7 separate regions of the Mus musculus genome follow, and regions 1, 2, 4, 5, 6 and 7 are each linked to region 3. Evidence: chromatin contacts called from public ChIA-PET, HiChIP or PLAC-seq and promoter capture Hi-C data. All regions are on one chromosome and are shown on one strand. The core of a region is the stretch at or near the end of the contact, and the rest is flanking DNA. Distances in the headings are between cores, read along the strand shown. Region 1 overlaps Tnip1 (TNFAIP3 interacting protein 1). Region 2 overlaps Lyrm7 (LYR motif containing 7). Region 3 holds the start of Fnip1 (folliculin interacting protein 1). Region 4 holds the start of Slc22a4 (solute carrier family 22 (organic cation transporter), member 4). Region 5 holds the start of Slc22a21 (solute carrier family 22 (organic cation transporter), member 21). Region 6 overlaps P4ha2 (procollagen-proline, 2-oxoglutarate 4-dioxygenase (proline 4-hydroxylase), alpha II polypeptide). Region 7 holds the start of Pdlim4 (PDZ and LIM domain 4).

Evidence for each region. Promoter capture Hi-C pulls out the DNA fragments that hold promoters and counts their contacts. ChIA-PET counts read pairs in DNA pulled down with a chosen protein or histone mark. HiChIP or PLAC-seq counts read pairs in DNA pulled down with a chosen protein or histone mark.
Region 1: a contact with region 3 is called in a FOXA1 HiChIP or PLAC-seq map of pancreatic cancer cells. The contact joins the enhancer-like site here to the promoter of Fnip1 in region 3. A contact is called at or near these places in 1 of 39 promoter capture datasets (pre-B cells), 3 of 115 datasets of contacts at active chromatin or transcription factors (embryonic stem cells, memory CD8 T cells and pancreatic cancer cells) and 1 of 9 other capture datasets (adipose tissue).
Region 2: an RNA polymerase II ChIA-PET map of memory CD8 T cells shows a contact between it and region 3, with 11 read pairs. The contact joins the enhancer-like site here to the promoter of Fnip1 in region 3. A contact is called at or near these places in 2 of 484 Hi-C or Micro-C datasets (B cells and embryonic stem cells) and 4 of 115 datasets of contacts at active chromatin or transcription factors (craniofacial prominence, embryonic limb bud, embryonic stem cells and 1 more).
Region 4: a contact with region 3 is called in a FOXA1 HiChIP or PLAC-seq map of pancreatic cancer cells. The contact joins the promoter of Slc22a4 here to the promoter of Fnip1 in region 3. A contact is called at or near these places in 3 of 39 promoter capture datasets (cranial neural crest, hippocampal neurons and neutrophils), 1 of 484 Hi-C or Micro-C datasets (myeloid progenitors), 9 of 115 datasets of contacts at active chromatin or transcription factors (bone marrow-derived dendritic cells, bone marrow-derived macrophages, embryonic forebrain and 6 more) and 1 of 9 other capture datasets (adipose tissue).
Region 5: an H3K27ac HiChIP or PLAC-seq map of extraembryonic endoderm stem cells shows a contact between it and region 3, with 6 times the contacts expected there. The contact joins the promoter of Slc22a21 here to the promoter of Fnip1 in region 3. A contact is called at or near these places in 11 of 39 promoter capture datasets (the 3T3-L1 cell line, 3T3-L1-derived adipocytes, cranial neural crest and 4 more), 4 of 484 Hi-C or Micro-C datasets (cortical neurons and embryonic stem cells) and 8 of 115 datasets of contacts at active chromatin or transcription factors (bone marrow-derived macrophages, craniofacial prominence, embryonic stem cells and 4 more).
Region 6: a promoter capture Hi-C map of hippocampal neurons shows a contact between it and region 3, with 2.1 times the contacts expected there. The contact joins the enhancer-like site here to the promoter of Fnip1 in region 3. A contact is called at or near these places in 3 of 39 promoter capture datasets (embryonic stem cells, hippocampal neurons and maxillary cranial neural crest), 1 of 484 Hi-C or Micro-C datasets (cardiomyocytes), 5 of 115 datasets of contacts at active chromatin or transcription factors (embryonic forebrain, embryonic stem cells and forebrain) and 1 of 9 other capture datasets (embryonic stem cells).
Region 7: a contact with region 3 is called in an H3K4me3 HiChIP or PLAC-seq map of embryonic forebrain, with 4 times the contacts expected there. The contact joins the promoter of Pdlim4 here to the promoter of Fnip1 in region 3. A contact is called at or near these places in 3 of 39 promoter capture datasets (frontonasal cranial neural crest, hippocampal neurons and stem cell-derived epiblast-like cells), 4 of 115 datasets of contacts at active chromatin or transcription factors (embryonic forebrain and embryonic stem cells) and 1 of 9 other capture datasets (embryonic stem cells).

What each region holds. Positions count from the first base shown.
Region 1 is chr11:54,934,619-54,938,382 of GRCm38.p6, forward strand. It overlaps Tnip1 (TNFAIP3 interacting protein 1), which reads right to left. Exons shown (of 19, transcript NM_001199275.2): 5 at 3,329-3,447; 6 at 1,843-1,923. Among named protein-coding and RNA genes, the nearest start is that of Tnip1, 26 kb to the right of the region's middle. Within about 2 kb of position 2,058, at least 149 of the 459 cell types and tissues checked have an H3K27ac peak or open chromatin away from gene starts, as enhancers often do. A contact at or near this core is called in embryonic stem cells, memory CD8 T cells and pancreatic cancer cells, where this site is marked.
Region 2 is chr11:54,843,824-54,848,085 of GRCm38.p6, forward strand. All of the region lies in intron 4 of Lyrm7 (LYR motif containing 7), which reads right to left. It also overlaps the pseudogene Gm18818. Among named protein-coding and RNA genes, the nearest start is that of Gm31490, 14 kb to the right of the region's middle. Within about 2 kb of position 2,153, at least 127 of the 459 cell types and tissues checked have an H3K27ac peak or open chromatin away from gene starts, as enhancers often do. A contact at or near this core is called in B cells, embryonic stem cells and memory CD8 T cells, where this site is marked.
Region 3 is chr11:54,436,085-54,439,951 of GRCm38.p6, forward strand. Fnip1 (folliculin interacting protein 1) reads left to right here and starts at 2,095. Exons shown (of 18, transcript NM_173753.4): 1 at 2,095-2,304. The coding sequence starts at 2,213. It overlaps LOC115487771 (a long non-coding RNA gene), which reads left to right and starts at 2,311. Exons shown (of 2, transcript XR_003949675.1): 1 at 2,311-2,823; 2 at 3,547-3,867.
Region 4 is chr11:54,026,799-54,030,643 of GRCm38.p6, forward strand. It overlaps Slc22a4 (solute carrier family 22 (organic cation transporter), member 4), which reads right to left and starts at 1,306. Exons shown (of 10, transcript NM_019687.4): 1 at 786-1,306. The coding sequence starts at 1,178.
Region 5 is chr11:53,977,652-53,981,827 of GRCm38.p6, forward strand. It overlaps Slc22a21 (solute carrier family 22 (organic cation transporter), member 21), which reads right to left and starts at 2,682. Exons shown (of 10, transcript NM_019723.3): 1 at 1,814-2,682. The coding sequence starts at 2,206. Gm30927 (predicted gene, 30927) reads left to right here and starts at 2,380. Exons shown (of 4, transcript NR_168634.1): 1 at 2,380-2,686; 2 at 3,658-3,746.
Region 6 is chr11:54,120,631-54,124,740 of GRCm38.p6, forward strand. It overlaps P4ha2 (procollagen-proline, 2-oxoglutarate 4-dioxygenase (proline 4-hydroxylase), alpha II polypeptide), which reads left to right. Exons shown (of 16, transcript NM_001136076.2): 10 at 4,027-4,097. Among named protein-coding and RNA genes, the nearest start is that of Gm12223, 19 kb to the right of the region's middle. Within about 2 kb of position 1,926, at least 62 of the 459 cell types and tissues checked have an H3K27ac peak or open chromatin away from gene starts, as enhancers often do. A contact at or near this core is called in forebrain and hippocampal neurons, where this site is marked.
Region 7 is chr11:54,067,649-54,071,929 of GRCm38.p6, forward strand. Pdlim4 (PDZ and LIM domain 4) reads right to left here and starts at 1,369. Exons shown (of 7, transcript NM_019417.3): 1 at 1,192-1,369. The coding sequence starts at 1,284.

The DNA.
Region 1 (3,764 bases), core at 808-3,307, 500 kb after region 3:
ACACCATGTTTCTAAGAATCACAGCTCTAATACTGCAGAGAACCCCAACCTAGTAAACGAAGAGAGAACAGCCTGGGCAGAGTAGTTCAGTACTGCTCTCTCCATTCCCTCTAGAACACTGCTACTGAAGCCACAGCCCTGGTCATACCCACAGCAGTCCTAAGGATCTCAGTGGGACCTTTCAATCCTGGCTCATAGACAGGCGTTAACTAGGCCTCCCAACCTTCTCCTGCCCAAGGCCCCCTGCAAGACCCCAGGGTTCTGTGGACCTCATTTCTATATATCCTGATCTACCCCAAATGTTCACACTCTTCATCACCTCCGGATCCCCTCCTCTAAAATAGTTCACAGACTCACCCAGCAGTTCCCCCCACCCACCCACCCACTTCCTACCCCCAACCACAACCCCCAAGTTCAGGCAAGGAATCACCCAGCAGATTCCTCCCAAACCCCAATACTTCAGGGAATCAGAGAGCAGAGCCACAGGGAGCTACGGTTCCCTCAGGCTGAGACAATGATGTATCCTGACAGAGAACTTGCTCATAGCAGCCCAGTCAGTACATGGCAGAGTGGCAGAGCCAGGCCTACAACTGGGATTTTCTCACTGTAACCCAGGGCTCTAGGACCTGCTAGTGAGCTCTGGGCAACTGAATGCTCGGCCTGTGTCCTATCAGCATCACATTCTAATTAAAAAAAAAAGCAGAATCAGTCTCCAATTGCACGTCCCTTTCCTACCACAAAGGACTAGGAGTGGCCAGGGCTGATCTCTGGAGGTGTATCAAGTGCTCAGGTTTCTCCAAGTAGCCTACAAGCTTCCAGCAGGAGTTGGTGTACTCCTGAGCTGGCGTAGACAGACTTTAATGGAAAAGGTAAGTTATCAGCCCATGACTGCGCGCTGAAACCTTTCTGAGCGAGGGAACCTCGCCTGCTCTCAGTCATGTCTCAGTCCTCAGGGACAGAACAGGACGAGATGCATATGGTCCCAGGAGACAAAACACAGAGCATCCTGACAGGGCGATCCTCTCAGCACTGAAGGTTAAATGCTGGTGTGAGATGGGGTGGTGTTTGCAGGTGAAGGGGAGGCCAAGTAGAGCTGGCATAGCAACAGTTTAATGGTCTATAGTGGGGCATGCTTCATGGTATGGACTTAGGAGAAGAGGCAAGAGGTTTGCCTCACACGAAAACAAAGCAAAACAGAACAGAATAAAGCAAACATTAAATAGGAGGGAGGGATGAGGAAAAGACAGGACTTTAAGGTCTCTGACAAATCTTGAAGATCTTTCACAGCAGCTCTCCAAGTCTGGCATTTTAAGAAAGAACAGAAGGACTGCACGGCTGGACTAAGGTTAAACACTGCAAGGTAGGAATGTGGATTTGAGCAGCCCCTCCGAAGCTGGAGAAACGCGTGCACCCCACTTGTGAACACAAAGTGTAACCTCCGGGCCATCTGCCCCTGGGAGGAGCCAAGGACAAGCACAAAAGGGTAAATCACTCCCACCCCTCCCATCAGCACCAGGCCGACCCTTTCCACACCTACAGACCCAAGAGGCTGAGTCACTGTAACTGACAGAAAGGTGATTGGTCCAGAGGCCAGTGGGGCTGGCAAGTGGCCCAGGCTTTCACAACAGTGGGGTGCCTGTGTGCCCCAAGCTGGGGAAGTCACCAGCGGGGGATTTGCATATGAGAGTAAGAAGCACCCCATGCTATAGCCCCTCTGTGTCCCCCATGTAACTACAGGGGACCCAAGGGATCTGAGTGTCGTGTCACGAAAGGGCAGGTGACAGACAGAGAGGAAAGAAAAGGATGTGCTGGAGGTGGGGGCGGGGATGCCTGTCTGCTCACCATCATGTTCGTAGGGTGGCTGCCAGTTTCGGGTGAATTCTGCTCCTCAGTAGGGACCACTTCAAAGTCCGAGGAGGCGCCCTAGGTAGAAGGAAGTTAGTAGCTGCCCATGATAAACGGACCCTGCCCCCAAGGAAGACAGAAGGGCAAACAGTGCAGAGTTCCTAGAGGCAATAGTCACACACTATTCATGAGATCACCCAAGAACCACAGGACTGCCATCACCCTCCTTGTGATCTGAGGTCATACCCCTCCATGGCCATTATTTATCAGTGAAACAGGGGTGTGGGTCGAGCCAACCTTGAAACAGTATTATTTATTTGCTCTCTCTCTCTCTCTCTCTCTCTCTCTCTCTGTGTGTGTGTGTGTGTGTGTGTGTGTGTGTGTGTGTGTGTGTGTGTGTGTGTGTGTTGGAACGGATGAGGAAACCAAGTTCACAGAGTCAACACACAAGCCAAGACTCTGCACAAGCTGGCAGATCCTGCCAAAGCAACCAAGCTATCTCCTGGGCTCAGGTGCCTCTTGTCACCCTGGCTGGCAGCAGCTACTACAGCCACCACCAAGGGAGGCCCTGCACCAGCCTCACCAACTCAACCCAAAGGTCATCCCAGGAGAGGACTGACCTGAGAACACTAAGGCCGCTCTGCAATGTGTCATCAACCAAGGCGCAGACTTCACTGGCTGTTCAATCAGCTGAGGAGCCCAGAGTTCATCTGAACCTGGCTCTAAGAGACCCTTAAATGTGGCGTGACTGGGGCTGGGGAGATGGCTCAGTGGGTGGAACATTCGCTACACCAGCAGGAAGACCTAACTTGGGATTTCCCAGCACCCATATAAACAGCACAGCTGGGCATCCCTAACTCACAGCTCAGCACGGGAGTGGACAGAGACAAGAGGATCCCTGGGGTACTGGCTTATCTGGAGATGGCAAGCTCTGGGTTCAGTGAAGAGATGTAAGGGATAAAGCAAGGAGCAGGAGACCTGATGCCCTCCTCTGTCCTCACCAGAACACACTCCACGCATATACCTCTTCCTTCATACCCCACCAAAAAACCCCCAAACCAAAAACACCCTCCTGACCTGCTTTCCCTGTCCTGGATGGGGTAGGACAGATGGGAGAAACCAGCCCAGCTGGCCACCAGTCAGAGCCACCATGACCCCATCTGTGGTCTCAGCTTGGAAAAGACCCACCTTCTGACCATCTGAAGGATCTGGCCCTATGATGCCAGGCTACACTTCTCCATTGAGCCTGCAGCACATGGTTTCTGAGCATCTTGGAAGTATGTGTCTGTGCCCAGTTAGTGAGCATGGTCACGTTAGATAGCTCAGGAAATGAGAGAAAACTCCTTGTTTGATCAGGACCTTCCTGGTCATGAGAACCATGACTTTCACCTCAAAATGGCAAGCTGTCCCATCCCAGCGCTCCAGACTGATGTGTGGCGGGAAGAGCTTTAGGTAACCAGTCACAGCTCCAAATGCAACTTACATTGGACGGAGATTTGGAGGCTGGCTCGGGCTTCTCCATGGAGTTTCCCGTGGTGGCGGTGGCGGTGGTGGTGGCGGCAGTGCTGGTAGCAGGATGTACCTGGACCTTTGTATCCTGTCCTGGAAAATCAAGACTGTGGCTAAAGAAACCTAGAAGGGAAGACGCCTGAACCCAGCCCCCAGGAAGATGGAAGCCCTCTGACTGAGTTCCCTCTTGATTTAGAGAAAAGGGAGGCTGTCCCTTTAAGACAAGAAGTCACGTGAAATGCCTGGCCTGGGTAATGGAGTCCAGAGCCTGGGCAGAGACCCCTTTGCAGACCTAGTTACTAGGAAAACTCCAAGGTGGTCATGGTTCTCTGCCTCAGGGATCTAGAAAGAATTTTCAGTTAACCAAGTGCTTTCTTTCGGGTTTTGAGAGAGGCTCATGTAACATATGT
Region 2 (4,262 bases), core at 903-3,402, 410 kb after region 3:
AATACAAGAATCTGAGCTATTACACTGAAGAATAAATTACTAAACCTATCAATATTACTTTAGACTATGCCTAGTTTTGAATAACCAGAAGTCCACCAAACAGTGGTTTAACAAAAGAAGTTACAGTTGGGGGGCTGGTGAGATGGCTCAGTGGGTAAGAGCACCCGACTGCTCTTCCGAAGGTCCAAAGTTCAAATCCCAGCAACCACATGGTGGCTCACAACCACCCGTTGTGAGATCTGATGCCCTCTTCTAGAGTGTCTGAAGACAGCTACAGTGTATTTACATATAATAAATAAATAAATAAATCTTAAAAAAAAAAAAAAAAAGAAGTTACAGTTGGGGGCTGGTGAGATGGCTCAGCGGTTAAGAGCACTGACTGCTCTTCCGGAGGTCCTGAGTTCAAATCCCAGCAACCACATGGTGGCTCACAACCACCCGTAATGAGATCTGAAGACAGCTACAGTGTACTTACATATAATAAATAAATAAATCTTAAAAAAAAAAAAAAGAATAAGAAGCTACAGTTCAAGGCCAGCCTGGTCTACAGAGTGAGTTCCAAGACAGCCAGGGCTACACAGAGAAACCCTGCCTCAGAAAACAAACAAACAAAAAAAATTTTTTTTAAAGGGGGGTGGGAGACTTATTTTTCTTCCCTTTTGAAACATGGCAGGTCTGAGCTAGTAGACGTCCTGGTGCTGCTGAGAACCCAGGCTCTTCTCTCCCTGACTGCAGCCCCCGGTGATCAGCAGTCTGCCTTCCCTCCCTTCTGCTGCCACCACATTTGCACAGCAGGAAGGAAGAACAAAGAGCAGGAGGGGCGCCCCACCCAGACCGTTCCTCCTCTGCAAAACAACGGCTTCCGTGGAAATAACGCGCAGTAGGTAGGTGCTTATAGAAGATGCCAGAGCGTCTGGGAAATCACATTATATCTTCCTTGATGTCCCTCTCTGGACATGAACATGGGCAATAAGCAAGTCACAGAACACTCTCATTTACTACCTGTCCCCAGAGCCTCACCAGGATTCATATTGAGGCTCTGGTTAATGGGCTGGCCTGCTCTACCCAATGGGTCTACTTGTGGCTCACACGGTAAACACTGATGCTGCTTTAGTTAGAAATAAAGGACGGGATGAAGAATAAAAACATGGGATTGGGAATCGTGGTAGTGGTCAGGCCACAGAAAATCCTCATCCCCGGGACAGGAAAAGATAATGACTTAATAACAGAATAATTCCTCAGCCTGCCAATTTGGCACTACCAAATCTAGTTTCAAGAGACTCAAATCCCCCTCTGACCGCACTCTGAGCCACTTCCTGTCCTGGGGAGATGGAGATCTTGGGGAAGACAGCCTCTTTGGGGGGTCTTCAGAAGCTGTCCCAGTCCACTTCCTGTTACTCTGAGTTCAGGAGACCAGGGAAGGCGTCAAGAGTAGACTTAAACCAGACAAGCCTGGGTTCCTTAGCAATGCAATCTTGCTCAGAAATTGGAAACTTCAAGTCTGCTTCCAGAAACACGAAGCCACAAGCAGGCATCCTGACCCAACTGTAAGCACTAAAGACAGTCAGTCATCTTTTAGTAATGGCCACTGCGATTTGCCGTACTCACTTGAGGTTCCATTTAACATTTTAACATTTGTCGAATTCAGATACTTTACTATCAAAGGCTGGAAGGTGCAACTGTCCCTACCAGAGAGCAGCTCAGAAGCAGAGGAACTAACAAAGGAAAGTGGTGTGTGGGATGTGGAACTCTCAGAGAATGAACTGCCATTGTTGTGGAGCAGATTTCAGCACAATGGACGCCATGATGGGCATTCCATTCAGGCCTGGACCCAGGTCAGGGGAAGCGACATCTGCCACAGGAAACAAAAGGACTTCATTCATCAAGGTCCACAGTTCTGGGAAAGTCCCTAACTAAGGTGTGTCTTGAACCTGTGTCCAAGTGGTCTTCCCTGAAGGATGCTTTTCAACAGTTGCTCACCCAGAGACCCTCTTAATGTCCACATGACCTGGAAGTCACAGCAGACTGAGAAGATGCCAGAGCTGACAGACATGTTCCCTATCAGAAAAGCACTCGTTTGAGAAGTCCAGACTTCTGCAGCTTCCAAAATGTATTCCTGTTTCCACGCCTCCAGGCTGTGGGAAAACATTTATCACCATGGCTACAGCTAAAGCAGCTGTCTGTTGGTCACATTAACTTTCAGTCTTCCAACACTGGTAAGTGGTGTGAAGAATCTCCGAAATTGGCTGCTATTGTTTTTCTACTTTACCACAAAGCTACAGCCTTCCATTATGTTATAAAGACTCCTTTCTATAAAGCTGTTCAAGTTCTGACCACGAAGCTACAGCCATGAGGAGAGCTTAGTTTAGGAGTCTCTGGGACTGGACGAGATACTAATCATAGCTGCCAAGTCACAGTGATCGCACCCTGACTAGGCTAGAATGAGAAGAATGTCTGTAAGATTTTACTCCAAGCAGCCAGCTCCAAAACAAAGAGACCAATCTTGAAACTTATCTTAAACAATCAGGTGAGGCTTGCAGATCTGCTACAAGTTGCCCAGGAAACTGATGGGTTTTCTGGAAGTGATTTCAAGACACAGGAGATATTAGGCCCAGCCTGTTAGCATAACACACCTTTAATTCCAACACTGGGAGAGGGAGGCAGGCAGATTCTTGGAATTCGAGGCCAGTCTGATCTATGTAGCAAGTTCTAGGACAGCCAGGGCTACACAGAGAGACCCTATCTCAAAGATAAATAAAAACAAAACAAAACAAAACAAAACAAAAGGAATGTGAGATGCTGCCTTCCCATAGAGGGAGAGAGGGAGGAGATGCTAATTGTACACCAGGAGAAACCCAAAATCCTGTGTGCGGAGGGTCTGCACGGCAGCTGCACAGGTGAAGGAGTCAGGTTTTAGTTCTTGTTTGTTTAGAGAAAGAGTTAAGAGCCTTTACACGGTTCAGTCATCTAGTTTGCTGTGGAAGCTCATCTCACAGTGGGAGGAGGGTGTACCGAGTGCTCTTAAAACACACAAATCCAACTTTGGTAGATAACCAAAAGCTACCTTTTGGAACAAAGCACGGAAGAATCCATCCATGACCTTGCTTGATATTTAAGTATTCTACAACAGGATCCAAAAGTACCCACCAGAAAAGAAAAATAGGCCAAGTAGCCTCCATTCAAATAAGGAACTCCTCAAAGGGAAAAGACACGGGAGAAGGCTCTTAGGCTGCACACATCCAACAAAAGGTTTGTATTTAGAACACACAGAATTCCTTTACGTCAATAAAGAGAGACAAGTGAACAGAGGCTTCAATAGGTACTTTATAAAGAGAACACTCTGACCTGCACTAACTGAAGGTGTTCACGCTTCCTTAGTCAGCAGACAATTGCTAACTAAGGGGCCTGTTAGATGGGTAGAGGTGCATGTCACCAAGCCTGGCACCCCAAATTCAATTTCTCAAACCCACGTGTTAAAAGCTATCTTCTGACCTCCTCTTGTATGTATGTATGTATGTAGATGCATGTGACACATACACACACACACACACACACACACACACACACACACACACACGTCAAGTTGTAATCTGCAATGAGATTTTGCTAACACTCCAGTAGGAGTCTTGAGATTCTTAAGTACATTTTCAATTCCTATAGTTGCAATTCTTCTAACTAAAATAACAAATTATAGAATAAAAAGTAAAGGAATAGACTGAGTCTAGGTAGATAATAAACTTTGCCAGAAAAATTAATGAATATGGGTATATAAAAATGGTTGGCTGGAAGGTGGTGGTGTACCCCTTTAATTCCAGCACTTGGTAAGCAAAGCAGGCAGATCTCTGTGAGTTCAAGGCCATCCTGATCTACAGAGAAAGTTTCACACAGCCAGGGTTACACACACACACAAAACCTGTCTTGAAAACAAACAAACAAACAAACAAACAAACACCTAAAAATAAACTTAAAAATAAAAATAAAAAACAGGGGGCCAACAAAATGGCTCAGTTAGGAAAATATTTGCGGTGAAAGCTTGAGAATCTGACTTCGATCCCTGGTGTCAATGTTAAGGAGTAATATGGTGGGTGTGATCACACCTTTAATCCCAGCACTCAGGAGAGCCAGCCTGATTTACACTGTAAGTTCTAAGATAGCCTGGGCCACATAGTGAAACCTTTTCTCAAAAAACAAAACAAAACAAACCCTTAAACATTAATAACAACAAATAAAACCAAGACAAACAAAGGTACAGTTGAAAGGAA
Region 3 (3,867 bases), core at 845-3,344:
ACTCCAGTGATACACTTTCTCCAACAAGGCCACACCTATTCTAAAAAGGCCACATCCCCTAATCCTTGTAATCCTTTCAAACAGTCCCACTCTCTGGTGACCAAGCATTCAAGAGTATGAACTTATGGGATCCATTTTTATTCAAACCACCATACCCAGGAACTTTTGAAATGAGCAGTTTACAAAGGACCTATGAATAAAATCTAACTATTGCACTACATTCTCAGAAAGACCTTCCTGTGACATAATTTCATTGTTTAGTTCATTAATTGCGTAACACTAATCACTTTCTGCAATTACCTTACCATTTACAGTCTTCTTGCTTATAAAATTAACTTTTCTGTTGTTAATGTTGATCCCCAGTATACAGAACTTAAATTTGTGCAATGAGCAAATTTATTTTTTGATTCCCTGTGTAGCCATGGCTGTCCTGAAGCTCACTCTGTAGACCAGGCTAGTCTCAAACTCACAGAGATCCACCCTCTTCTGCCTCCAGAGTGTTGAGATTAAGAGTGTATGCCACCACTGCTTGGCTGCAAATTCTCGTTTTAGTTATCTATAATTAGTGCTTTTTAAATGTCTTGTGTACTGGAGCGGTGGAGACAGGAGAGTGAACTGGAGACTTCTCCCTCCTCCTCCAACACCTTCAGAAGGCAGCTCTGGAGATGAAGTGCTTGCTGTGTGAACAAGAAGACCTGCATTCCATTCCCAGAATCTACTTCAAGGATGGGCAAAGGAATGCAAGGTTGTGATTCTTGTGCTGTCAAAGAAGATGAAGCAGAAAGGTCATCCTACACTACTTGGTGAGCTCCAGGCCAGCAAGAGACCCTGTCTCAATAAATATAAAAAAGTCTTGTAACATGAGACTTTGTAACATGTTGTAACAGCTCAACATGCTGACCAGTGATAAATTATTAACGATATAAAAATATCCTGCTAATTTTTCTTTTATTCTTTTGTTTTGTTTTCTTGTTTTGTTTTTTCGAGACAGGATCTTTCTGTGTAGCCCTGGCTGTCCTGGAACTCACTCTGTAGACCAGGCTGACCTTGAACTCAGAAATCTGCCTGCCTCTGCCTCCCAAGTACTGGGATTAAAGACGTGTGCCACCACTGCCCGGCATTTTTTCTTTTTCCCATGTAAATAAGGGCTACTTATTTATTTTTTTTCAACTGCAGATCAGCTGACAACTTCTTAAAGATTTGGTTCCTATGTCTAGCTAAGTGAAATTCTCAAGCGTCTTTGTCTACCCTTGCAAACATACACCAGTATTTCCCCACATTCATCCACATTTCTCAGAGAACTTCATTCCACTGTACGAAATCCCTCATCCTGGTAAACGGATGACGAATTTGATCTGAACACTGATGGTTTGATAAGACTGGAAGGATGTTCGTGAGCTGTATTTTCCGTTTTGAGAGCAGTCTTGCCATTTGGTAACAATGTTACAGTTCCTCCTTTCCTCATACCCAGATATTAAAGATATACAGCTTTGTTTCATGGAAGTTCTGATTGTCTCTCTTAGACATTTTGCTAAACTTCTTGTTTGGTGATGAGGATCAAACCCAGGGCCTCTAACTACTGAGCTCTTTAACCGCAGTCTTTCAAATTCTAAATACTTAGCATAAAGGGTTAGATATTTTTAGATAGATGTCTTTTTTTTTTTTTTTTTTTTTTTTTTTTTTTTACGGCTGCTTGCCTCTCTTGGTTTTGCTTGTGATCTTTTTGGTTACCAAGGAGATCGAGCCTGAGCCCCCAGTCGCTAGATCTTCCTAGAGACTAAGTGCGGGCGTCAATGGAAACCGCACCTCAAGTCACAGACCTAGGTCTCCTCCTAGAGCCCTAGCAGTTTGGGAGGGTCAGAGGCGGGCCTGGGTCCCAGAGGCTTTCTCTTGCCACCCAGCCGCGCGCGCCCTCGCACGCCCCGCCCCGTGAGAGGCCGCGTGACGGACCCGTGAGCCAGCCAATGGCAGGCGGCCCCGCCTCCCCACCCCCACCCCGCCCCCCGCTCAGTTTGCTGCCACGTGATACGGCTCGTCGCCAGCCAATCGCCGCGACCTCAATCTCGCGCTCCGCCCCGCGCGCCGTGGCCGTTTGAAGTGACTAATTTCTGTCATATGACTGAGGCGCCCATGGGGGTGGCGGGGTGGCGGTAGGAGCGGGGGGCCTCCTGCGAGCTCCCAGCCGAGCGACCCCAGTCTTGCGGCGGCCAGCATGGCCCCCACCCTGTTCCAGAAGCTCTTCAGCAAGCGGAGCGGATTAGGCGCGCCGGGACGAGACGCCCGCGACCCGGACTGCGCGTTCAGGTGAGGCGTCGCGGGCCCCCGAGGGGTCGCGGCCTCGGGCGGGGCGTGCGGTCCCCTGCCCTCTTCGCTAGGCTGTTTATGCCCCGCCCGCGCCACGCGCCGCGTCCCCAGCCCCAGCACGGCGGCCTCGGGAGGCTGTCGGTCCGCACGCTGCCCGGGCTGCGACCTCACCGCAGGCCTCCGGGGCCCGGCCGGGAGCTGCTGTCTCCCTGTGATCCGCAGCCCTCGGGTGGCTTTGTGCAGACTGTCGCGCGTTCGGCCAACCTGCGGAGCACTGAGGAGGCTGGAGGAGCGAGTGGGCAGGCTGGCGGTCTGTCAGGCTTCTTGGAAACTAAAATTGGAGCTGTGCAGTTCTCTTGCCGAGCGACCTTAGTGTTATCGAAGGAGAAATGCGAAACCGAAGTGGTTAGGGTTACTACTGACCAGACTCGAGGAGGACTTGCGGTAGAACTTACTGTCGAATTTTCTTTCCCTTCTTACACCTGTTACTGAAAAGGAGTTTCTTGCAAATGGAAAACGGTAGCTGTGTGTGTGTGTGTGTGTGTGTGTGTGTGTGTTTGTTTGTGATTGCATGCTTTGTTTCTTTCTGATTGCAGTACCTGTTGCTGGTACAGTAACTTTTTAGAATTGTCAGATATATAGAAGCTTAGCTCAATGGTTAAATTCAGCCGTGGAATTGTATTTGAAGAAGATATTGTTTTGTCTTCCATAATGCGCTATGGAAACTTTCGCATGTAACTAGGCCAAATGTCACATATCAGACAAACTTGGCTGTATGGCCGAGAACTCAGTTGTACAGTAATAGTAAAAGGGAAACAGTGTCAAATTTTGCAGCAAGCCCAAGTATCAGATGACTGCACTACATAAGTCTTAGAGGCTTTAATATTTTTCAAATTATCCACGCTGTCAATAATACAGATCCCATCAGGAAACAATGTGTGAGATTGAATATCAAATGGCAAGTAATTTAACTGATATTTAATGGGAGAAAAAGGTCAGTTACCGTTTTGGAAACAAGCTTAACAAAAGAATTTTCATGGCAGTGGCTTTTCTTCGTAATGGGAAGTAAATGTCTTGTGCCGTAGTCATCTGACAGTTGTTTTTCCTTTGAAAAGCGAAAGTGCAGATAACACCAGATAATACACCGGGACACCTAGGAAAACCAGAGACCCGGGAAGCAGCCTCTGGAGAGAGATTTAAAAGATAACATTTGAATAGACCACTGTTTCTATTTCTGTGCAGAGACTGACTTTGGGTAACCAAGATTACAAGAGTCTCAATTTGTTAATGTGACCAAAATCTACTTTTTGAGTAAGTGTTCTATATGGTTGTGTAAGACTTTACTGCTGCCAAAGAACTTTCCCATCAGTTATCTCATTTCACAGTAACCTTGTGAGATAGAGCAAGTAGCAATGTAGAGATGACTTTATAATCCTTTTTCCAGCGTGGAAGCCCAATACCTGCAGTTCATCGTGAAAACTTGCTTTGAAAACAAGATGTGTACAAGTGTAATGTGAGAAAATGAGAATTCTGGATCACATACCTAGTGACTTGAGATCTAAT
Region 4 (3,845 bases), core at 56-2,555, 410 kb before region 3:
AAAAAAAAGACAGACCAGAAGCAGCAATGGTGGGAAGGCAGATTTTCTACCAGCTTGACCAACAGCAGGTAATCAGTTCTGGGTGATGCTCTTGCCAGAAACAGTGCTTGTCTTATCTGTTATGACCTGGTCCTCAGCAAATACGCAGCAGGAAACTAAGAGGGAGTAGTAGGTCCACATTCAGACTCTGGTGACTTGGGGAACCTATTCCCTGATCACTTAGAGGTAAGGCAGTGGGCTCAGCTGGAGCCTTGATCACCAGCTTACACTTCCCTCAGAAGTACGGGTCTTTCCTTGAGTGTCCAAAGGCCAGGTTCTAGTTTTGACTCCTTACATCCAACCAGTGTCAAGGAAGGGGCTGCTGCCTCTTTTTCGAGAAAGTGGGGGCCTCGACATAGAGGCCCTTCTGTCTCAAGACCCTTCCTTGTGTCCATCAACAGACCACTGTAGCCATTCTCTGTAGCAAGGAAATAGCTATGACTATAAATCAAGACAGTCTGGTTTGGCCTGCCCAGGGAAGCACCAGGGCTCTTGGGAAACTCTGTTGTGAAACTCAGAAAGGAAAAGGCAGTTGATGACAACACTCTCTTTTTTTCATCCCCTCCATGCCACACAGAAATTCATCAGCTCTGAGTGTGCGCTGAGAATACACTCACAACCCCACTCTGTGCCTGGAAGTTTTGAGACAGTAGGTGACACTGACCCAGGCACTGTCAGGGGCTGTTGGGGGCACGGATGCAACGGAGTCTCCATTCCCAATGTCCAGCTCCAGCACTACCACCTACCTCTGTCACGATGGTGGACAGGAAGATGTCCTTGTCGTACTCCCAGCCATCCAGGCAGCTCTCCTGCTCCAGCTGCTCCAGATCCACGTCCTGTCCTGGCTCCAGCCCCATCGCAGAGAAGTTGGCGATGGTGGCCAGTCGGTAGCGGCGGCAGCTCTGAGGCACCTGTCGTCCGTCCTTCGTCTCCAAGGGGATGCTGTGGTTGCGCCAGGAGCTGCTCAGGTTCACAGTGTCAGGAACCAGGCAACGGTGCTCGGGGGTCCCCGCCAGGAACACGACTGACATACCATTGAAGCCATTGGGGATGATGCTGGCGCTGAGCAGAAAGAAGATGAGGCGCTGGAAGGGCCCCCACTCGCCCAGGAAGGCGATCACCTCGTCGTAGTCCCGCATGTTTCCACCTCTCCTCCTCAGCTTGCGTGAGGGAGGTGGGTGGAGAGAAAGGATTCAGCGATTGCGGCGCGCTGAGGGGATCTTCCTAGGTGGCTGCGTGCAAACACGCCGTGGGTGCTGCAAAACTCCCAGGGGTTGGCGCGGAGCGCCGGGAAGCCGAGTCCTCTGGACCACACCCCCGTGCGGCTAGGCAGCGAAAGGCCACTGCACTCCACCGATCTGGGCGGAGCTCTCGGGCCGGCTCAGCCTCCTGCTCCGTTCCTTGCACCCAGCGGCCTTCCACGCAGGCCTCCCGCCCGGAATCGGCCGGACAACGCGCGTGCAGCTAGGAGCTCCGGCTTTCTCGGCCCCACGTGGGAGGGAGAGCGACAGGGAGGAGCGTCCCGAAAGCCAGGCCTAGCCCGGAGCAGGAGTTCGTTGCTCCACAATCCCAGCCTGGATTATGAGCAGGCGGACCGGTCAGTTAATCAAGTCTGCGCTCCCAAGAGACCTGTGTGGGGGACAGGAGCGCCACCTCTTCACACACACCAGCGTGGGAACTCACTTATGAACCTTAGCATGGCCGTAGTCCATCACGGGACGGCGGCGGCCCGAGAAGCGTCCTTGGAAAAGCAGGATCCTCACCTTGCAAAGAGGCGACTGTGGACCTGGAGCCAGAAAAGGATGTGCGAGGTCATGCTGAGTCAGAGGCGCGCCCTGGATTAGAAGGGCTGGATCACGGGCCCCTGAGTCGTTCTAGTGTCCTTTCGAAAGATTCCCTGTGGCCTTTATAGAGACACCAGAGGGAAGTCGGCCCACTGAGGGAGCATAGAGGAGTCACCACGCCTGGGCTCGGTGTTTGTCCTTTTGCACTCTCGGGGCACCCGGAGTCCTTTATTGCGGCACGGTGCCAAAGCCTTCTTGGACTGAAAGGCTATTTGCAGAAAGGCCCATTCTAGTCTAGGAACAGAGGGAGGAAGGGACAGAGAGAGGACAAACTGGTGAGATTTGGCCCTCAGAACTGGCAGGGTAACCAAAAGCGGGATTGCCTTTTTTCTCTCTCTGCTCAGTATTCACATCTAAGGTCCTGGGCACAGTGTACAAGCTAGCCCAAGCTAGAGCTGGGCTCCCCTAGCCTGGGATCCACAGGCCTGGAGAGACTGTAAGGCTGAGTAGCCCAACACTTTGCACAAACCGGGTTGTCTCATCAGACTCTGGCAAGGAACTGAAGGAGACTTCTGCTTTTTTCTTTGTTTTTGTTAGTTTCCCCCATGAGTCCTACTGTTAGGCTGACTTCCCACCAGTAACTTACATTTCTTTTCCTGTCATTTAAGCCGCATCTCCTAGTATGCCAGGACACTAGCTTTTTACTTTTGTTCGTTTGAGACAGGGTCTTCGGATGTAGCCCTGGCTGTCCTGGAACTTGCTATGTAGACCTGGCTGGTCTTGACTCACAGAGCTAGCTCTGCCTGTCTCTGCCTCCCAAGTGCTGGGATTAAAGCTGTGCACTTCTGTGCCTGGATCCGTGCTTATTAATCCAGTGAGAGTACTCGCAGGGTTTCTTTACTTCTGAAATGCTTGAGTGGTGGTGTGTTGTGGTCGGAATCTCACTTAGGTTCTGTTCTTCCACTTCAAATTACTAACAAACATAAACAGAGTCAAGAACTAGCTGTTTATTTTTTGAAGAATGATTCCCAAAGAACAAGACTGAAGGACTGAGGAGAGTGAGCAAAGAAGATGAAGCCACCACACAGAATGAAGATGAAGTCACCACAAGACACAGAATTGAGCTGGGCCTTGGCAGGCTGCAGGGTCAGTGCCCACGCCATGCACAGGAACCCTCTTGGAACCTGAGGTCCAATGAATGAGCAGTGCCATCTGCCTCAAAATGTTGGCACTGATGTCAAACATGTAGTATATACCTATAATCCCAGCAATGGGTAGGTCAAAGTAGGATGATTTTAAGTTCAAGACCAACCTGAGCTATGGTAAGACCATGTGTCAAAAAAAAAAAACAAAACAAAAAAAAAAAACCAAAAAAAACCAAAAACCAAAAACGTTACAAAAACAAACGAACAACAACAAAAAAATGTTTTTAGCATTTTTAATAACACTAAACGTATCATTACACTTGTTAAAGACTAATATTAACCAACTAAATTATTAAATAATATTTGACTAGCATTAAAATAGTAATGCTCTTAAAGCATTCTTAATGTGCACCCCCACGCCTGGCTTATGCAACACTTGGCTTTGTGAGTGCTGGGTAGGCATTCTAGCAACTGTGTAGATATAGATCTTGCTAAAATGTACAGGCAGGTCTTAAACGCCTCTGGGCCCAGGGATCCTCCCACTGCAGCCTCCCAAATAACTGGGACTACAGGCACACACCTCTATGGCCAGCTCAAACAGTTGTTTTTGATTACTGCATTTCTTGGTGTCCCTTTCTGTGTCTCACCAGCAGGAGCAACTGCCCCACCCTTTTTATATGCCTCAGTTTCATCTTACCCTCCTTGTTTTGGGAAAATGGAGCTTGGTCCCTCTGGGTAAAGTAGAATATCATAGCTCCACCTCCACTAAAAGCCACTCCCAGACACCTAGATGCTGTGAGAGCTAAACAAGAGTCCATCTGCTCAGCTGTTTGCCAGTCATTGACAAAGGTATGTAAATCAGCCCATTTTCCCTCTA
Region 5 (4,176 bases), core at 1,432-3,931, 460 kb before region 3:
AGATTCATGTCTGGAGAGCTGTAAGAGGAAAACCAAACTTTGAAAATCTAGAACAGCTATGACCAGAGGTTTATACTTCTTTCTAGTCAGAAATGTGTTCAACTCGGGTTCTCTGGGCTCAAGGGTATATTAATATAGCTGCCAAGTATTTTCAAACTGTTCATCTCATTTCTGTCTCAATCAAACTGTTAAGCTTTCTTTCAGAGGATACCATGACCTCTTTTGGCTTCCACAGGTACTACATTCATGTGCTATTTCAAATACATGTATGCAAAGCACTCATACATGTAAAAATAAATCTTTAAAAAAAAAAACAACTTAAGCTGGGCGTGGTGGCACTTGGAAGGCAGAGGCAGATGGATTTCTGAGTTCGAGGCCAGCCTGGTCTACAGAGTGAGTTCTAGGACAGCCAGGACTACACAGAGAAACACTGTCTCGAAAAAACAAAAACAAACAACCCCCCCAAAACTAAACAAAACAACAACAAAAAACTTGTTAAGGTTGTTTAAAAGAGAAAGAATCATACCTTTTATTTATCATTTAATTCATATGTTAGTGTGATACTTGTCTATGCATATGTGTATAGACATGAATGTCTACATGGAGACTAGAGGAATACAGTGGGTGTTCTGCTTTATTCATTTGAGACATGGTCTCTCACTGAACTGTGTTGCTGTGTCTGGCTTTTCTTTCCATGTTTTTACAAAATATTATTTTAAAAAAATGTGTGTATGAGTATTTGTCTATGTGAGTGCATGTTACATGTCCTGAGCAGAAGACGGTGCTGGATTATCTGAGACTGGAGTTACAGGTGGTAGAAAGCTGCCTGGTGTGGGTTCTAGAAACTGAACTCAGGTCCTTTATATGAGAACCTCTTTAATTCTTTCCTCCATTTTTTTCCCCAAGGGGCTTGTATCTAAAATTAGGTCTTTCTTTATGATTGAGCAGTAAGCACTCTTATCCACTGAATTATCTCTCTAGCTCCAAAAAGTACCTCTTGACCTCATACATAATGAGGATTATTTTTCTATTATGGGGATAGAGGAGTGGGTACAAACCCCAGGTGCCCAAGTCACTAAACACATCCACATGCACCATTAAACAGCATGTCACATCCCCCAGCTGAGTGACTGAGAAATGTCAAAGTCACCCAAGAATAAAGTGTAAGGGAATGAGGAATTAGGTTTCCATCGCTCTTCAGAGTAACCTTACATGCCTTACCTAACCTCTTCAGTGATCTTGTCCCAGAATACTGTGGAAAAGACTCCATACCAACAAGTCACCCTGGATAGATCTGCAGACACATGGGTCCTTAAGAAGTAACAATCCATCGCTGGCAAATGGAAAACAGTTTCTCCTGGGGCATGGCAAGACTTCATTTTGGGGTAAGGATAGGTGAGGGAAGAAAGAATAACTCCAGAAAGGGTAGAGAGTTTGGAACACACGTTTCTTTAACTTTAAAAAGTTCTGCAAAGAGTCTTTCCTTTCTGAACAGAGGCTAAAACCTGTGGTCTCTTCTCTGGAGCAAGTCTGAATCCGGCCCCTCTGAATCACATCACTACCTCGAGAAAGTCCCACCACTCAGGGTCTCAGGGCATCTCCTAGGGGCAGAACCTTCTGGACTCTATCTTCAATGGGACCCTATGGACGGATGGTCTGCCAGACATTTGTCCTCTGAGGGGCGTACTATGGCTAGAAGTCATCTCATAAAATGTTCTTAAAGGATGCTCATCACCAGGGAGCTTGTGGTTAAACTAAGGAACAACCATTGCCTGCGATGTCACCAGACCCTGACAGGGGGGCTGTCACCTACCTCTGTCACGATGGTGGACAGGAAGATGTCCTTGTCGTACTCCCAGCCATCCAGGCAGTTCTCCTGCTCCAGCTGCTCCAGGTCCACGTCCCGTCCCGGCTCCAGCCCTAGCTCAGAGAAGTTGGCGATGGTGGCCAGTCGGTAGCGGCGGCATTTCTGAGGCACCTCTGGTCCGTCCTTCGTCTCCATCGGGATACTGTGGTTGCGCCACGCGCTGCTCAGGTTCACGGTGTCTGGTATCCGGCAACGGTGCTCCGGGATCGCCGTCAGGAACACGGCTGACAACCCAGTAAAGCCATTGGGGATGATGCTGGCGCTGAGCAGGAAGAAGATGAGGCGCTGGAAGGTCCCCCACTCGCCCAGGAAGGCGGTCACCTCGTCGTAGTCAAGCATAGAGTCGGCAGCCCACGGCGTCCCGCCGGGAATCCGAGGATACTCGGGCGCAGTGGGCGGCGCACGGTTTGTCCGTGCACGCGGAGCACCAGTCACTCGTCGAAGAGGAGTTCGAGAAAGCGTCGGGAGACGTTTTCCACACGGAGAAGCTCGTGAGTTCCTCCCGCCGCCTCAGACCCCGCCAGCGCCAGAGACACCGAGGACGTGAGGCCATGATGGACTCCGCGCGGAGTCTGGCCTAGACTGCAAGGCCGGCCGTGCAGTCCTGAGGCGAACCGTGGGGTGGGCGCGGCAGGAGTCTGAGTGATCCGTAGTGGGCACTGGACGCGCCTGTACGTGAGGCGGGTCTGGTCCCGGTCTCCGAGCTGGCTGGACAGTGCGGAAGCGGGATGGAGCCTGGCTTCAGAACTGCGCGGGTGTGAGGGAGCCTAGGAGTCCCTTGCCTACTACTCTGAGCTGTTCGCTGAGGAACGCCCTGAGGTAAAGTCCTTCCCAGTCGAGAGCAAGCGAGTCGGGCTGGGGGCGGGGCCGCTGTAGTCCCCGCCCCGAAGCTGCTGCTAGAGGGAGGGACGGGTCTTCTCAAGCCACACCCCCCGAGCGAGTCGGGCTGGGGGCGGGGCCGCTGTAGTCCCCGCCCCGAAGCTGCTGCTAGAGGGAGGGATGGGTCTTCTCAAGCCACAACCCCGAGCTGGTCCCCAGGGCTCCTTTGGGGGAAGTTGTGACCAAGCTGGGTGTTGACTTGGAGAAAGGCGTAGGATTTCGGTATGAAACACCCTCTCAACTTTTTGTTATGGGTCAGAAAGGGATTGTATCCCACCAAAAGTCTTCTCCTTCAATGGACCTGAGTTCAATTCCCAGCACGCATTGGAGGCTTACAACCTTCTGGTAACTCCAGTTCCGGGGGAACTAATCCCCTTTTCTGGTCCCCTGTCACATATAGTGCACAGACATACATGCAATCAAAACGCCCACTCACATAATGTCATATTATAATAATCATTAAGAGATTGAGACAAATTTTGAGGCTGTGGTCATGAGGCTGTGGGCAATGAATTTCAATTTCTAGGCTCTGTTCTGTGCTTTATGTTTTTAAAGATTAAGAAATCATTCAGTTATTCATCAAATCGACTTAAGCAAATATAAAAATTTAACTTCAAGATTAAGGATCTTAGTCTAGGATTATACCCTCAAATTAGTTATTTTTTACAGTTAATTCAGGAGCTGACTGGTGATCTACATAGTTCCAGGCCAGTCAGGACTACACAGTGAAACCCGTCTTAAAACAAACACAGAGCCTTACAATGAAATCCATTGTTTTGTGCAAATAGTATTTCCTAAAATTAAAAAGATAAGGTATAAAAATAGCAATTGTGTAATTCTAAAGTAATATTGTCAAATGAAATGAGAAGTTACATTTATAATTTTATTTATTTATTTATTTACTTATTTAGATGGGGCCTACTGTATTTCCCTGGCTTTACCTGCAACTTTGGTCACAAATGACCACCTGCCTCATCCTCTCTAGTAGCAGGGACAACAGGTGTGTACAGCAGATGCACATTATCATTAAAATTGTCTTGGTAGCTGTTGTATTCGTAACTTTTCTGGTTACAGAGACAAAAGCAATTTAAGGGAGAAGAGGTTTGGGCTTGTGCTTAGAGGGTAGAGTCGGTCACTCTGGGAAGGCCGGGTGGCAGGAGTCAGCTTGTCACAGTCGCCTCAGTCAGGAAGCCAGGAGAGAGAAATGCTGGTGCTCAGCTTGCTTTCTCTCCTCTTACTTAGTCCTGGACCAAAGGCCATGGAACAGATGCTGCCTCTCTGAGGGTCACTCTTCTCACTCCAACTAATGAGATCTAGAAGCTTCCTCACAGACACCTAGAGGTTTCTCTCTTAGGTGATTCTAGACCCTGTCAAGTTGACAACAATAATTGTCACAGCCATATTAATAAAATGTCCAGATCTAGTAAATA
Region 6 (4,110 bases), core at 676-3,175, 320 kb before region 3:
GCTGCAGTGAGGGGTGATGGGGGAGGACTGCAGTGATGGGGGAGGACTGCAGTGAGGGGGAGGGCTGCAGTGAGGGGGAGGCTGCAGTGAGGGGGGAGGGCTGCAGTGAGGGGTGATGGGGAGGACTGCAGTGAGGGAGAGGATTGCAGTGAGCAGTGACAGCTGCAGTGAACTGTCTGACTTGGAGGAGGATATACATCCATACAATCTGGATATCCCTCATCTTCTCCATTTATTCATATGTTTACTTTTTCAGTTCAAACACACTTTATACATTTTTTACTAAGCTTAGTAGTCCTTGGTTTGTTTTTGTGAATTTTCTTCTCGGGAGTATTTTAACTGGTTACATTGTTATATTAGTTTACTATTATATGCTAAATTATTTACATCTATCTATCTATCTATCTATCTATCTATCTATCTATCTATCTATCTATCTATCTAATGTATATGAGTACACTTTCAGACACACCAGAAGAGGGAATCAGATCCCGTTACAGAAGGTTGTGAGCCACCATGTGGTTGCTGGGAATTGAACTCAGGACCTCTGGAAGAGCAGTCAGTGCTCTTAACTGCTGAGCCATCTCTCCAGCCCCTGCATATTTCTTTTTTTTAACATAGGGTCTTATGTAATTCAGGCTGGCTTCAATCTATCAATCTATCTATCTACCTATCTATCTATCTATCTATCTATCTATCTATCTATCTTTCTATCTGAATATGTGGATAACCTTGAACTTCTGACCCTTCTGCCTCCACTTCCCAAGGGCTAGAATTACAGAATTACAGAAGTATAATATTATAGCATTTTCTACAATGCAGGCAATCAAACCCAGGGCCTCATGTGTTAAGCAAGCACTCCTTCAGCCGCTCCATGCTCCTAGCCTGCTATGCCTAACTATTTGTTTTGAAATGTACCTCATGGTGATAATTAGAGTTTATTTTCCCTTGAGAAAATGGAGAAAACTGGCCTGTGTGGACCAGAGGTGGTAGAAGTTAGTCCTTTTTTGGGCCGACTTTCTTGGGTTATCTCAGTAGGATTGTCCTTTGCAAGCAAGAAGATATTTTGCCTTCCTAATACAACTCCTTCGCCTTGACTGTCTTATTGAGCTGCCTGGAACTTCTACAACATTTTTGCAGCAGACATCCTTGTCTTGTTTCTGAGTATCATGGAAATCCAACTGGTATTTCTGCTTTGTATGCTTATTGACTGTTGGTTTTGTATATATGTCAGGTTGATACAATTATTCTTGGATGCCTAGCCCATAGATGACTTGATCCCATTTAATCTCTTCTGAAGAGAACTGTGGGCTGCCATTTCCCCCATGTTCTCCCATCACAGGTCATGGGGAGGGAGGAGTTAGCTGGCTCCTCTGGTCTTTGTGTGTAGTAGAATTGTAGTGACTGAGATGGCCAGGACTTCTGCTCATGAGCAGACCTCAGAGGTTCCTGTATTAGCCTCCAGAACCTTAGCACAGCCTTGGTTTGAAGACCTAGCACATCTGGAGACAGGGTCTTGCTCATGTCACAGATGTCACCGAGAGTCAGTCTAGTCAACGTGTATAGACAACTGTAACCGGGACTCATCTCACTTCCTGGGTCAGTTACAAAGTCCTCGAGAAAAGAAAACTATTTTCTGGGTTTCTAACCGAGAGAGGCACTGTCAAGCCGAAATCTCCAGAGATTCCTTACCTGCCTTAGTCTCAGACATTGAACATTTCTCTGTGTGCATGTGCATACATGAGAAGCATGAATCAGGAAGGTGGCTGGCGTTGGGACAATTGTGTTTTGAACAGGAGCCGTGTGACAAGCATACACATTGGCCGTCATTCACTGACCTCTTCTTTCCGGAGGCTAGGACAGACAGATGCTATTCTGGCTTTGAAGTGGGGCCAATGAGCTTAGCTTGGCTTGTGGAGAATGCCTGGCAGCTGTCTGTGAGTCCCCAGTCTGCTTTCAAAATAGCCCCGTCTGTCCCCAGGGCAGAACACAGCTGCCCAAAGTCTTTTTTCGGGCACCAGGCCAATGCTGAGGCTCCAATGTTTGCACTGTCTAGTGGCGATGGATGTCACCAGGCAGGGATGACTATCCATTAGGCTCAGAGAAGGACCATAGCCTGGGGAACCCGTCTTCGCTGGGTATGCTGGCTGCCATCTTCACATTAGAATGTTATGACGCAAAGTGACCAGATGGGCCAATTTACTTCCTTACCACATTTCCGTTATGGCTCTCTTCTCCATCTCTCTTGTCACCTCCTGTTCCAGGCCACTGCCATCTCTTGCCCTGATCCTTGTTCAAGCATTCTGTTAGTTTTTTCCCCCATTCTGGTCTCTTCTGTGTCACCTTTCCATAAGGTGGCACAATAGTCCTTATATTGTAGCCGTCCCATCCCTCCCTTACATAAGGCTGTCCCTATTTCAGGTTGACCATAAGATGGCAGCAGACCTCATCTCTTCTTCCCCCCAGCCTGTCCTCATCTCACTACATCCTGGAGCCTCAGCCTGTGTAGCCAGTGCCCTTTCATCCCGGGCCTTCCCCGCTGCTGTAATGTACAGGACTCCAGGTGCCTGGTACCCTAACCTGTACCAGTAGAGGGGCACGGTCCTAAGGAGGAAGGACCAGGGGGTTCAGAGATAAAGAAGATAGAACAGGTGGGCTCAGGAGGTCTCGAATAAGATATGTCTTTTGTCACACAGCTTTTAAAGAAGTTTGGCACCGTATATACTGTTTTCAGGGTATAAGTGAGACAGTGCCACTGAAAAGCTATCCTACAGTATGACAAAGTCAGCAGGAAGCTAATCAGGCAGTGTTGCACAAGGGGAATACAGGGCATCAGAGAGGAGCACACAAATTTGGGACTGACAACTATAGGCCCCTAGGGTGGGAAGGGTTTGGTTTTAGGATCCAAAGCTTCAGCTCCCCAAGGCCAGGGTCCCAGGCCATTACTAAGCCCACCAAGACTCAGACATTCCTTCCACACATGAGAGCCTCAGAGAATAATGACTTGGATCAGCCTGGCTCTCCACCGTACCCATCCACTGCAATCCTTTGGCTGCTCTCCCACGGGACATTACAGCTCACCCGTGAGCTTTTAGTAGTATGCTACAATTACCTGACCGGTTTTCTACTGTCTCCACTTGACCAAGTTATATGATGGCAGACGTCATGTCTCGGTCACCCAGCTTAGCACCTGGCACACAGTAGGTACCAATCAAATAGTTATTAAAAGCAAGAGTCAGCAATATTCTGTTTGGCTCATCTGTACTTCTGTCTGGACATGTCTTCCTTACCAGGCCCACATCATCTGAGCCCACTAGGACAGTCCACACCACAGATAAGGTATCTGTATCCTGCTGTAGACACGTCTATCCCTGCTGGCAGTACTTGCTAAGCCTTTATACGGAGACTGGGAACTAGGGTAAAGGGTGTGTGTATGTGTGTTTGTGTGTACGTGTGCACATGTGTGTATGTATGGTTTGCCCATAATGGGTGGCTTCTGCACCCACATACTTCAGATTCCTGCTGTTTACTTTGTTGACTCTAGGAGGGCCCCAAGAGACTGGAAACTGTCTCCTTGCTGAGTAGTGGGAGCCCAGCAAGGCAGGAGGCACAGCAGACAGTATTTGGATAGCTTCTTGGCAGAAGGGTGGGAAAACTTGACCAAGTCAAGAGAAGCCTCAGGTTGAGTCTGAGTGTTGTGGAATCATCAAAGCCCAGACTATTGTGTGGGCCTGTCAAGGAAGGCCTTGTTCAGGGAATATAAATGCATGAACCAAGCAGAGTTCATAAGCACAACAGTGCCGGCAGCATAGACCTGATAGGTGGTGGGGGTGGGGGTGGGGGTGGGGGTAGTGAGCAAGGAGGGTGTGCCAGGCCTCTGAGCACAGAGGAAAGTGGAGACTAGACTATAGCATCATGGGACCTTGGCTAGAGTCAGTCTCTGCAGCCGTCGCCCTACTGTGTGCCCTCCGTGTTCTCTGGGAAAACACCAACACCAAGAAGGATTCCTCTCTTTCTCCCTTTCAGCTTGCACGAGCCACTGTGCGTGACCCCAAGACAGGTGTCCTCACTGTTGCCAGCTACAGAGTTTCCAAAAGGTGAGTGGTGGGA
Region 7 (4,281 bases), core at 119-2,618, 370 kb before region 3:
CAGACATAGATGCTCTGCCCCCCCCCCCCCACTTCCCACCCCCAGCGGGGATCTCTAGGGAGAACAAGGAGATGAAAGTCACAGGGATGTGCTGAAGGCATACCTCACTTGGCCCCAGGGACCTAGTGGTAAAGACAGATGTTGGAAGCCTCCTAGGACAGCTGGTCCTGCCTGTCACCCAGGCCCCCATATAGAGGATTCCACAATTCCACACCCACCCAGTGACTACCTCTTCCCAAGAACTGAAAAAGAAATCTCGAAAGCTTAGCCCAGCCTTCAGGGCCAGAAGAAGCAGCAAAGTGGTTCTCCAGTCCCCCGACACACTTCCCCAAAGACTCAAGCAGCCTCTGTGGGGTGAAGGGATGTCCACATCTGTCCCCTCCTTCTGGACCCAGAGCCACTAAGGGCAGAGCCTGGGTTCTCTTCTCTTTTGGCTCCAAGGCTGGGGAATCCCTGCCTCAGGCCGGAGCTCCTCCCTGCTCTATCTTCAGACCAACTCCCTCTCCAGGGCTGTGCCCCCTCCTCTTTGCCTCTGCCTTAGATCTAGGAGCAGGGTATGATCCTGGGACCCGTGGGGAACTGGGCTGAGGCTGTCCTGGTCCATGGCTTTGTGTTGGTTTGTAAGGAGGGGGAACCATGCCTCATTGTCTCCCCCTTGCCTGGAAGCTAACAGTCCCTCTTGGTCACTTCCCCCAGAGTGACTGAGGCCAGAGAGGAGAAACTGAAGTTCAGAGTGGGGAAGTGGGTGGACTTCCGAGGACAGCAAGACCCTCCTAAGGCCACCCGGACCTTTAACAGGGGAAGTGGGTTTTCAGTTACTTTGCCCCAAAACTTCAGGCAGGGTTGGATCTGAGGAGTTTCTGGGCCTCTGTAGAGCTGTCCAGACTCCTGGCCCATGTCTGAGGGTTCTTCCCTGGCCCACAGCAACTTCCCCTAAAGAAACTTAGCAGCGGGAAGTTGGTGTATGAACTCTTGGGGATTCTCACCACCAAACGGGGCAGGCAGGCTGTGCGGGAAGCGGGGTGGGACTGTGTTGCCCTGCTGGAACCCCCCTTCACATTATGTGGGTCACCAAGACCAACACTCTGCTTTCAAGCTTTCGACACGTCGAGGATCTGGGTCCTGGGTCTACTACAAGGACAAGGTCTAAGCCCCGGGACTACCCCGCTGCCCCGCGGGGGTCGGACTCACCCGCGAGATGGTGAGGGGAGCACTGAAGTCCCGGCCGCCCACCAGGCGGAAGCCCCAGGGTGAAGGGCCGCGCAGGGTCACCGAGTGGGTCATCGCGGGCCGGAGCTGCAGCCAGAGCTGGAGCCGGACACGGAGGAGTCGCCGCCGCTGTTGCCGCCGCCTGGCCGCCGCGCCCCGCCCCCGGGCTGCCCGCCCCCGATCCCCCCTCCGTTCGTGCCCGCGCCCCGCGCGCACACCGATTGGTCCCGCGGACTCCCGACCCTCCCACTTTGGGGGCTCCGAGGACCCGCCCCTCACTTTCCCAGGCTAAACCCCGCACCCCCCACCCGCTTATTGAAGCCCCCAGAATAGGGTCCGCTTGGATGTCTGAGTTCTGCCTGGCTGAGGAGCCGAGCAGGCTGTGGAAACTCAGACACTAGGCACCGGCCCTTTGAAGTCGCTTTTACGGGCCGGTGCTCTAGCCCGGGGAGGGATGCAGGACTGCGGTGGCTCTGATGGGGGATGGGGCCGTGCCTTGTTCCCAAACCACTTCCACGTTCTGGCGGGCCAACCTGCCTCCCCACCTTTCAGCGCATGGAACCCTCTGAACACCGGCACACTTAGAACCTTGGGCTTGAGAAGCCCTGGACTAGGGACACAGACCCAAGACAGCAGCAGGCCATGGATCTATTTGGTGGGCTACGGGGGGCGTGGGTGCAGTAGAAATAGAAAGGTGCCCAAACTAGTTTGCAAAGGCAAAGCTGATCTCCTAGAGGAGTTGACCTTTTTCTGGCATCTAGAAGCAAGGCGCATGTTTTTTTTTTCCAGGTACCCCACCCCCCACCCTCGGCTTCTTGGGCCTTGTCTTGTTTCCATCTCCCTTCAGGTCATCTTGTCTGCCAGGGGTGTTGTATCTCTTAGCTTTCTGGAAAGGAGAGCAGGCTGGAGCAGTGCCTGTCTCCCAGTGGAGGAGCAGAAGTATTTGGAGCTCGCCCCCACCCCACTCTCCAGGGCTCCTCTCTTCCCCAAGTCTTCACTTCCAACCACTGTGTGCCCGGATGTCCTTTAACAGCTTCTGGAGGTACAATGGTTTGGCCAGACTACTCTCTGGGTACCTCAGTCTGACCACATCAGCCATCAATTGCTTCTCCATACCCAGAGGAGGCAAGATCCTAGTTAGTCAATATTCTTGGCAACCCTGTGTTCTCTCTTACCCTGTTGTGACATGTGACACGTGAGTGACTCGGACTGTGTGTGTGTGATGCTGATGCTCACAGGGTAAGAGATGAGAGGGACCACTGAATCTCCTACATCTGGAAAAGAGAAGAACTGTCAGAGAGCTACAATGTAGGGGTGTCTGTCCTGATGTCTTCCTGGTGACAAAGAGTAGGACAACTTGAGAGGTACCAAGTAGGAGATCCCAGGCCGCTTGAGAGGTACCAAGTAGGAGGTCCCAGGCCGGGATGTCCTCCTGGTAGGGAGGGTGCTGCTATCCCCTCAGGTGGGAGAGGAGTGACATGGATTGAGTGTGTGACACGGATGCATGCTTGAGTGTGTGGAGAGTGAGAGGGACACACAGATGTTGGGCTCGCAATACTGTGTGGCAGAGGTTTGTGCTCGGCTTCATGCAAACAGGGGTCCCACATTGACAGGCATATGGGAAGGACCGACAGAATGGTCCCTGCATGGTCTCTGGGGGCTGGCAACCAGATGCTCCCAGCCATTGGATCCTTCTAAGTGGAGTAGAAGGGGTTCAACCACCAACCACTGGTTGTCCTGAGGGTTGAATGTAGAGCATGGGCCGTGGTCAGAGACCTCTCATCTGGACCCTCAAGAGCCACAGTATATGTGACAGCAATGAACCTTGCTGCAGGGGAGGTGGGGAGTGGTGGGGAGACGAACATAGTTCTTCAGGAATCTGTGGAAACTCCCTTTCCAATGCACCTCATAGTGGATTCTGGGAACTTTTTTTCCCAGATGTTCTTGTTTCTCTCGATTGATTTGCACCTCCCCAAGACTTGTCTTTCCCATCTTGAATACTCACATTACTTTCTTGGAGGAGGGCCTTCCTGAGGATGACCTCGCTGCCATCTTTCTTCAGAGGCTTCTCTCACGGGGTTGGAGATGAGGGGGGAGTGGGGAGGATGGTTCTAGATTCTGCTATATCAGCATTGTGCAGAGCCTGGGCAGGTTAGAAGGATGCACGATAGATATCCAGGCCTGTGGCTGTCATCATCCACGTGGGCTCTTGGTGACATCCCTGACCTGAAAGCATCAGCAGCCCACCTTTAAAAGCACCTTCCTATAGGAGAGAGGCCTGGGTAGGCTGTGGTCCTGGAGGGTAGGGGTAGTCCTTAGCAGTGTGGCTACTTCTGAGTTAACTTGAGGTTGGAGCAGTAGGTCAACTCAGTGTCAGGTCATATGGCCCCTCCAACACGACTAAGGCTTTGTAGGCTTAAGCTGAAGGCTTTGTAGTTCCCTTCCTGTCTTGATGGCTTTGGTCCTGGAGGATTGCTGTGTTGAATCTTTATGGTGGTGATGTAGCAAGTCACGAGGCTGCTGTCCAAGCTAGAGGCTTGCTTCAGGTGGGGATGGGTGGTGGCTGGTCATGGCTCACCTCTACCCTAGTGGCCTTCATATGTCTTCAGGCACATGGACTGCTGAGTGTAAGCAGACTGCTCATTTCAAACCTTCCCCATTCACTCATCAAAAATGTATTGAGTGGCCGGCCTTCATATGCCAAGGCTTGGGGCTGCCAAGGTCTAGGATTGAGGCACCATAGGGCAAGAACTGTGTCTGTCTCACTTTCTCCAGCACCCAACAGAGAACTTGGGTATTCATATTTGCTATTAACAATGTCAGAACTGATATGGGAGTCATTATCCTAGCTTAGACCTTGGCCATGATTCAGAAAGAGCAGAGGAGGGTATGAGGGAGCTCGGCAGAATGCTGCCTTAGAGACCACACTTAGGGGCCTTGTCCTTCTAAGGAGCCCCAAGTAGTTCAGGGCGTGATGCCCAGGTCCTCTGTGTGTAGCCAGGGCTGTCCAAGGCCAGAGGAAACCACAGCACTCTTTCCTTGATGGGTTGGTAGAGTTGGCAGGCTCCAGTA